Linked DNA regions of Mus musculus: region 1 is linked to region 2. A link is a contact called in public HiChIP or PLAC-seq data. All regions are on one chromosome and are shown on one strand. Each heading gives the region's core, a stretch centred on a gene start, on an enhancer-like site or on the middle of the called end of the contact. The rest is flanking DNA. Distances are from core to core; before and after follow the strand shown.

Region 1 (4,694 bases), core at 800-3,299, 45 kb after region 2:
CCACACTTTCAGTATTTCCTCCCATGAGTATTTTGTTCCCCCTTCTAAGAAGGACTGAAGCATCCACACTTTGGTCTTCCTTCTTGAGATTCACATGGTCTGTGAATTGTATCTTGGGTATTTCGAGCTTTCAGGCTAATATCCACTTATTCTCAGTACCTCCTTTTAGATGAATAAATATCTGTTCATGTCTCTACCAAAAAAGTCATATAATGCAATCAATGCACAAAGTGGTGTTGACAGACCCAAAGACATGTTAGGTAAGAGCCATTGCATGGATAACATCATGGGCAACTGAGATTCCTCTACCTGAAGATAGTAAGTGTATGATGGGAGATTGTAATTTTGTTGTTATATTGGCAGTTGTATGCTCCATATGATGGTTAGTGAGACACAAATACAAGGATTATCCTTTGGAAAGTAAAATGTCTTCAGGGGAACTCTAAAACCTGTTTTTCTTTTATTTAATTTTATTTTTTTACATGGTATTGGGTGGCATTTTTTCCTTGATGAATAAATCTGTCAAACAAATATAAGAATGCACCTCAAATGACTTATATTGAGTACAATGAAAATAGTTCCTGAGAAGTACATGTATATTTGACTGTATGCAGACCATGAAGGCTGCTGAGTCGCCTGAGTTATGGATAATAAGACCAAAAACTGAGGCTCAGCTGTCTATACCGTAAGAACTTTCCACAAAGGGGAGGAATTACAATGGAAAAGAGACCTGCATCCATGTCTGATTTGACAGGAAAAAATAAAAGGATAGCGGGATGAAATGGAGATGTTTGCTTGTTGTTCCTCATAGTTGGCAAGGAAAAAGAAGACCTATGAGATATGTGCTTCCTCTAATTTAAAACCTTGAAACCTAGGCCAATAGTGGGAAGAGAGGAATGTAGACAGCCTTTAAGACTCCACTAAGTTCTGCACTTTAATACAAAAGAAATGGAAATCATAGTTGAAAAGACACACAGAAACCTAACCTATGCCCCCAGCATAAGAAATATCTGATAATTACAAACGAATCAGCATGCATAGTGCTTGACTTTTAAACAAGGAATAACACAAGTCCTCACAGCCTGGCTCATGGGACTGTGACTCGTGGAGGGAGATAGGATCAGTCTGCTTGCTCTTTAAGTGTGTGCTATGACTTCACATTCCTCTTTGAAGCAAAGGCTGCATAACCTGAGATGAAACTAGGGAAGTCAGTCTCTGATGAATGGACTCATAGAAGCCAGCAGGGACACTTGCTTGTCATCTGAGATCTTTATGAATATCAGAACCTGGGATACAATAGAGGAAAGACATAGATTATTGAGGAGATAGGTCATGCCAGATGCAACAATGTTTTACAGTCCAGTGAGCTAAATAAGACTAGAGACTTAAAAAAAACTTGATCCAGGTGGACCTCTGGACCAGAATGTGGCTTTAAAGGCTTTTTTAGGCCCCATAATAAGATGTGATCTTTATGAGTAGAAGAGGCTCTGTGTTCTAAATGATTTAGCTTAGCATGTAAATTTGGTTCTTGGCATAATTCATAGCAAAATTATAGTTATAAAGTTGCAACGAAATTATTTTATGGTTGGGGGACACCACAACATGAAGAGCTGTGTTAAAGTGTCATTGACATTAGAAAGGTTGAGAACCACTGACTTGGAAGGCGATTTGACCTAAGCTCATCTTTTAATATCACACACTGGGGATTCAGAATGAGTTTCAAAGGGAACAAAGCATAAAAACAGCAATATTTATGATGGAAGAAAGACAAAGGACAATTTACAGGAAAAGATGTCACAACCCTCAGAGCAAGGAATGCAGCACATTTCTTCAAGGACTTATTCTGAGAAAGAGTCAAAAAGCATAGAGACATATGCTGTGAAATAGGATGAACAAGAGAATAGTCAACTGAAGTCATGTCTTCAACAGCCATGTGGGCGAGGTCTCCTTAAAAGAAACATTAAGTGCAAAGTTGCTCCACTCTAGGCTTTCTCACAGCCTCCTACGTGGCACTTAGACACGAAAGTGATTCATTTGGAAGGGTGGCTGAACATGATGAAATGTGTGACTAATTGGAGAATAGTAGGTCAAGGGGTAGCTAAGAACATGTGGAAAGTATCCTTGTACAGATGGCCGATGAAATCAGCTGTCTCAAAAACAATGACCTCAGAGAACAGAACATACAGTTATGGGGCAAGATACTTATGAAAGGATAATGTGGGCAAAGCTGGGTTGAGACTTCAGAGTTTAACTTAAAAATAGGAAGATTTAATTTTGAAAACTGACAGAGGCTATAGGGACAAAAAGGAAATGAAACAGGAGGCAGATACCATTGCTGTTATGATAAAACAAATGAGTCTGGTTTTCAAATTTTCTCTTGAATTTGCTTTCACTAGAGCCAGAAAAGTCTCTCTGAAGTCAAGACCATAGCTGTTCTTCAGAGCCTTCCAGGGTCAACATCACACAAAGAAACCTGTAAGAGGACTCACAGTGCTCTGGACCTCTGGATTCTCTTGACCCTTAGAGCTTCAATTCTGAATACAGATGTTTCCAATTCACGTTACATTTTTTTTCCACATTAAACTAACAATTGTAGTCATTCTGAATCTCCAACTGCCTTTCTTTATAAGTGAGAAAATTGTTCACATTACCACCCACAGTCCTGTCTTCCTCTACTTGAGTCTCCATTTAATTTTTTAACGTTTATTGGTTATTTTGTTCACATTTCAAATGTTACCCCCTTCCCACTTTCCCCTCCACAAGCTCCCATCCTCTTCCCCCTCCTCCCTGCCTCTATGAGGGTGCTTCCCACTCCCCTCACCCACCCACTCCTGCCTCAGCGTCCTATCATTCCCCTACCCTGGGTAGTGGAGCCTCCAAAGAACCAAGGGGCTCCCCTCCCAGTGATGCCTGCTAAGGCAATCCTCTGGTACATATCTAGCTGGAGCCATAGATCCTCCCATGTGTACTCTTTGGTTGGTAGTTTAGTCCCTGGGAGCTTTGCAGGAACTGGTTGGTTGATATTGTTGATCTTCCTATAGGGTCACAAACCACTTCAGCTCCTACAGTCCTTGCCCTAACTTCTCCATTGGGGTTCTGCACTGCATACATATATGTTTGACTGCATACATCCACATCTGTGTTAGTCAGTCTCTGGCAGAGCCTCTCGGGGACAGCTATACCAGTCTCCTGTCAGTAAGCACTTATTGGCATCAGCAGTAGTGTCTGGGTTTGGTGCCAGCAGATGGGATGGATCCCTAGGTGGGGCAGTCTCTGGATGGCCTTTCCTTTAGGTTCTACTTCACTCCCTGGATTTCCTTTTGACAGGAGGAATTCATATTAATATTTTTGAGGTAGGTAGGTGGCCCATTCCTCAACTGGGAGCTGTGCCTACCCATTAGATATGGTCTCTACAGGTTCTCTCTCCACTTTGTTGGGTATTTCAGCTAATGTCTTCCTGTTGGGTCCTGGGAACCTCTTGGGTCCCTGGCATCTGAGACTTTCTAGTGGCTAACCAGAGTTTCCCCACTGCTACACACCTACTTTGAAATTCCTGACCTTCTGTACTACTCCTATATTTCCTCACATACCTGAACTGCTCCCTCACTTATTAGTGAGTACTATGAGCATAGTGAAGCAGGTGTCCTTGTTATATGTTGAAGCATCTTCTGGGTATATGCCCAGGAGTGGTATATCTGGGTCCTTAGGAAGAACTATTTCCACTTTTCTGAGGAATGTCCAAACTGAGTGCTTGTACCAGCTTGCAATCTCACCAGCAATGAAGAAGTGTTCCTCTTTCACCATATCCTGATCTGTTACCTGAGTTTTTGATCTTAGGCATTCTGACTGGTATAATGTGGAATCTCAGTGTAAGCTGCCTGCGGCCACACTAACTGGGTTCCTGAGTGGGGTGCCGGAGCTGTATGGAAGGAAACAGCGAGAGAAATTATGGAGGCCAAGACATGTTTCAAGGCCCCCAAGTTTACTAAGAGTCTGTGCTTATAAAGGGGTGGAGGCCCATCCCCCACCAATCCATTCTTGATGCCTGTTGCCAGCATGTAGGAGATCTGCTGGATGCTGTCTCTGGAATATCTCAAGGGCCTCTCAGCAGGTAGCAGTGTCTTGGAGAAGAGCAGCAGCAGTTAACAGAACAATAGAGCCATCTAAATGGAAAGACTCCACCCCAGGTGGTCTCATACTCACTGGCAGCAAGGTCAAAGCCAGCTTACTCAAAGCTGGGGGAGGCTAAATTTCAGGTTTGTTTTGATTTATATTTCCCTGATGACTAAGGATGTTGAACATTTCTTTTTGTGCTTCTCGGCCATTCAAAATTCCTCAGTTGAGAATTTTCTGTTTAGTTCTGTGTCCCCACCTATGACTGTTCCACATTCCATACCTCCTCTCTGCCCCCTGTCTCCATGAGGATGTCCCACTCCCACCCCCCACCCCACCAGACCTTTAAACTCCCTTGGACATCTAGTCTCTTAAGGGTTAGGTGCATCTTCTCTGACTAAACACAGACCTGGCAGTCTTCTGCTGTTTATGTGTTGGAGAACTCATATCAGTTGGTTTATGTTACCTGGTTGGTGTTCCAGTATTTGAGAGATCTCCAGGGTACAGGTTAATTGAGACTGCTGGTCCTCCTGCAGGGTCACCCTCCTCCTCAGCTTCTTCCAGCTTTTTGCTAATTCAAT
Region 2 (4,840 bases), core at 2,216-4,715:
GCACCATAGAGTTACTTAATATTTCCAAACTACTTGATCAATGTCAAAGCAATGTAAAATTTTTGCAAAAGTGAGAGTCACAAAGAAAAGACAACTAAGAGAGTTATAGTCACAAAATAAGAGGACAATATTCTGTACCATGGGGACATCACAGTAACCAAACTATTGGCTGCCATCTTCAGAACTATTTATTTGCTGATTTTTGAAACTGTTGTTTAATTTTGGAAACTTTATATTCAAGTCTTTCAGTCGTGTTTTTACTTGTTTGTTTGTTTTTAAAGACAGGGATTCTCTATAGCCCTGACTGTTCTGGACTCATTCTGTAGACCAGGCTGGCCTTGAACTCAGAAATTAGCCCGCCTCTGCCTCCCAAGTGCTACGATTAAAGGTGTGCTCTACCACCACCCGGCCAAGTCTTTCAGTTATAATATGAGTTTTTTCAAGACTATCTCTGGATTTAATATGAACACATTATTATTAAAATTATTTTTAAATTTCCCTAAGATAGTATCACCCATGAACACTGAATAGACAGTTCCATCTTCTTAGGAATAACAAAAGCTTACAATTTACTCGGTAGTTGTGTAGGTAATTAGCAGTTCATTCTAGCCATTCTGCCAACGATTCTGTATATTTCATGACTGACATCTCAGGTGTATTTTAAAGGGTCTTATGGTGATTCAAAATTTCCAAACTGACTATAAAAATAAATAAATAAAGTATACAACGTCATGAAACAAAAAAGGAGTGACAACACACAGAAGGCATTTAGGGGCAGGAGTTTGGAGTAGAAGTGATATAAATATAGTATGTATATGATCTACATATAGTTTGCCTCACAAAGATAATATATGATTAAAATATTTACTCATTTATTGTCACAAATGAAACTTAAGACAAAGGAGGTGGAAGAAAAGGAAAGAACAGAAAGTCATGGGCAGAGGAAAAGAGAAAGAGACAAAGAGTGGAGGGAGAACAGAGGGTGAGAGACAGAGAAGAAGGGACAGGAAACTTGAGTTTCATGTGTTTTGAAGGATGGAAACAATTGATTTTCTTATTGCAATCCGTTGCTGAGAACACTGCTGACATTCCTTAGCGTGCAAAGTTCATCACAGCTGGGCTTACAGCATCTCCCCCAAGCACAGCTTTCCACTGAAGACTTGAATTCTTGGTTGATAACCTGCCACACCCTTGCTTTGAGTCATCTTTCCAGCCATTCTTGCCCAGAGACAAATTGAGCACTGACTTAGCTGGTGTAGAAACTTATATTTTTGACAAGTTTCCAGATGTAAATAAGAAACTAACTTTTTCAATGCATCTTGTTCATATCAGAAAAGTGACAAGTATATAGGAAGCAATTTGTGTAGGTCACAACAGTGCTGGCTTTGCCTGATATGGTTTCCCAGGACACATGTTTCAGCCATTGTAACAATAGCTCACTCAGATCGACACCCATCTGGACACTGCACTATGAAGCATTTGGATATGAGGAAACCAAAGCTCTAGGACATAGAACACAAAGGCTTGTGAAGCAGAACTTCCAAACACACTCAAAGTAGAGAAGCATGATAAATCATGCAATCTGGAGGATTAGTTCTCCAGGTCTCCCCCAAAGCCTTAAAATGGAACAATGCCTAGATCTGCAAAAACATCAGCCATATGTCTGTAGTGAGTATATCAATCAGGAATCTTTTTCTTATGCAAAAATGCTACTTTAAGAAGTTTTATAAACTTAAAGAATGTGACAGGAATTATGCATAGCGTTGATGAAATAGTGCATACAAAATTTTTAATTAGTACAAAGTAGCATTACGTTTTTTCACTCAGAAAAATAATTCTACTGACAATTTTCAATAAATCTCAATGTTTGCATTTTCCATTTAGAGTAAAGAGAGATGTACTTATATGTATTAGCACTGGTTTTTGTATACTGCAAATATATGAAAAACTTATGTTTCTAACATGGTTTGAACAGACAAAAACTTTGAGGTAAAGGATGAAGACTATTAATAGAAAGACACATACATGTCGGTCCTCAATTTCTTCACTTTAACCCGAGCCCAGCCAATCTCAGAAGTTCTATTCCCTGCCTCTTCTGGCAGCTCTTCTCCAATCTGAAATCAGAAGATGCACAGGGGGTGGATTTTTGTCCTATTTTATTGCTTCTTGTCGCCAAAAGACATCACTTTTCTTCCTTGAACATCTCAGTGTGGGCTCTCTGTGAGCAGGGACACATGGAGGAAGACATAGCATTATCCATGCTTATAGCATTGATGTCTATAAAAACAGATTTTTAAAAATAGTATTATATATTAGGAAAGAGAAAATTATATATAAAAAATAATTCTAAATGAGATGGTTTTCCTAAAGAGGGAAGTTTTGAGCTGGATCATTAAGAAATAACATGAATTGATATAATGGGGTAAATTTTTAAGTGTGCATGCACAAAAAGGGAATATTTCTATGAGGTTAAGACTAAAGAAATAAATGCACATGGCCATGATTAGGATCAAAATGCCCACGATTGATTTTTAAAGATAAATGAAGGAATAAGGAAGTGAAGGATAGGGTATCAAGATATAAGTTGGTCATCATAATAAGGGTAACAAGTACATTTTTTCTACAGAGATTTAATCAGAGATATAGTGGTATTTATTCCTCAACTAGATCTAGAAATACATAGAAAACTCTTCAGATGAGGTCTTGGAACAGAAACATAGAAAATACTGATGTAGACATATTTGTAGTAATTATTACATTAGAAATTAGAAATTCTATTCCACACTTTGAACTTTCTCTTTTGTAGTTTCTTACAAGGACAAGACTTGAAAAGTTTGATTGCTTTTTTTTCTCTTTAGTAATGCCTGTTCTGATTTCTTTAGTAACACATAAACTGGAAATTTTACAAGGAAGCAGTCAGGGTTGCTAAAGAAATTCGTGAGAAATAGAGCAAGGGGAACAGTAACAGATAAGAGTCTCAATATCTCTTCAAACATAGCTCAAAGACAGTTTTGTGACAATTGCCTCCAGTCTAACATTTGGAATGCAGAGTGGGTGGTGAGTTCAGGGCCTTCAGAGGATTTTCCTTTATAGTCTCTTACAGTTTCCTGTTAAAATTGAGTCAGGATGGACTCTGGCAAAACTCAAAGTATCAGAGTCTTCTAGAAAGATAAAATTTACAAAATGACCATGCCGGAGAATGGGAGTCAAAACACTTTTTCAAATTCAGACAGTTTTTACTGTTTCAGAGGGAAATTTAAAAACACACAAACAATTGTTGTAGGCTATCACAAAGCACATTCCTATGTGTTTCTGTCATGCAAATATGTATTTAAGACTAATGCATGTTATAAACATATGCATAGGCTGATGTACACATGCTCCAGATGTGCTGTTTCTGTGTCTGTGGGTTGTGTCCTCTACACACAGGGAAAAATATATTAATCATTGCTTTTACTGCTGAGGGGATGGGTTCTGCTCTCATATTTCAGAAAGGGGCTGGAAAGTGAGGGAAGCCAAACTTTTTCCTATTTAAGGCCAGAGCAGAGGGAAGCGAGCGGCTGAGTTTTATGACGGGCCCGGTGCTGAAGGGCAGGGACAACTGATGGTGCTACTCTGAGCTGCTTCTTCCTCTCTCCTCTTTTGCACAAAGAGTCTCATGTCTGATATTTAGACATGATGAGCTTTGTGCAAAGTGGAACCTGGTTTCTTCTCACCCTTCTTCATCCCACTCTTATTTTGGCACAGCAGTCCAACGTAGGTAAGTAGGTACCGATTTGAACAGGCTTTCTGGGTTAATTTTGCCTTAACTTCTTACAAAGGGTAAGATAGTGGGAAAATCAGCCTCCTAAGAATTTCCTGTCTAGCCTCTGACTGTGGAATGTTTTGTTAACCTTAATTTTGTTTTCTATATTTGATTTTTTTAAAAGTTAATGTACATGTATAATATTCTCTAGTTGTTTAAGGTAAAAACTGTTCTTAAATTAACTTGATTTCATGTTCACCTTTTAAAAAATGTTTTAAAGTACTCCCCTCCTGCATTGTGAACATCTTGGCATGCTCCCAGGCCATCTGGAATTTATTGGTCTCTTGTAATAATTTCATGTTCTCCTTTGTACACTGCTCTCTTTACAAAGATAGGATATTTAGCCATGTTTTTCAAAAGAATGCACTAGAAATGTCTCTGAAATGAATAACCCTTAAGAAGATACTAGAAAATAAATAGAATCCCTTATGTATTTCTGTAAAACTATAAATGTGGACTATCTATGGACCTTCCAGAAATGAGCCCAGGCTGCAAAAACGTGTCATTGTTTCTGTTTTTATTGCATTCCATGATTGCACACATTCAATGTGCTCAGAGTTTGCCAAAAGTTGTTTTATGTTCTGTTTAGCTGGATTTCCATTACTGAAGATAACATAATTTAACAGGAATATTTTTGCTTTCCTCCAAACAAGGTAAAGATACAAGTTTTGCTCAAAAAGGCAGACTTGAAATAGTTTTGGTAGCCAAATGTAATGATCTTTATTTTCTTGTGCCCCAAATTAAAAGCAACTGTCTCATTATTTACTTAAATACTTTTAAAAATGCATATGTTCCTTGTCATCATGAAAATTTGGGGTGCACACTTTTTTCAAAATAATTGTGTTGATGTAAATCTTATCTGTGGCTAAAAGAAGTTGCTAGCAGTTCTTTTCATACATAATCAAACACGTTGGTATTTAAACCTTTAGTTTTAGCAAATGCTTCATGAGCATTCGTTTTTCCACTGTGTGCAGTGTCTTCACTAGTTTCAGAAGTTATCTATGCAAGAGTAAGGGAAGGAGACACTTTATATTT

What was found. HiChIP or PLAC-seq counts read pairs in DNA pulled down with a chosen protein or histone mark.
Region 1: an H3K27ac HiChIP or PLAC-seq map of heart atrium shows a contact between it and region 2, with 10 read pairs. The contact joins the enhancer-like site here to the promoter of Col3a1 in region 2. A contact is called at or near these places in 2 of 39 promoter capture datasets (both in the 3T3-L1 cell line), 4 of 484 Hi-C or Micro-C datasets (the C2C12 cell line, embryonic fibroblasts, macrophages and 1 more), 2 of 115 datasets of contacts at active chromatin or transcription factors (embryonic stem cells and heart atrium) and 1 of 9 other capture datasets (adipose tissue).

Annotation. Positions count from the first base shown.
Region 1 is chr1:45,354,077-45,358,770 of GRCm38.p6, forward strand. No RefSeq gene overlaps it. Among named protein-coding and RNA genes, the nearest start is that of Col3a1, 45 kb to the left of the region's middle. Within about 2 kb of position 2,050, at least 53 of the 459 cell types and tissues checked have an H3K27ac peak or open chromatin away from gene starts, as enhancers often do. A contact at or near this core is called in the C2C12 cell line, adipose tissue, embryonic fibroblasts and 2 more, where this site is marked.
Region 2 is chr1:45,308,073-45,312,912 of GRCm38.p6, forward strand. Col3a1 (collagen, type III, alpha 1) reads left to right here and starts at 3,466. Exons shown (of 51, transcript NM_009930.2): 1 at 3,466-3,760. The coding sequence starts at 3,676.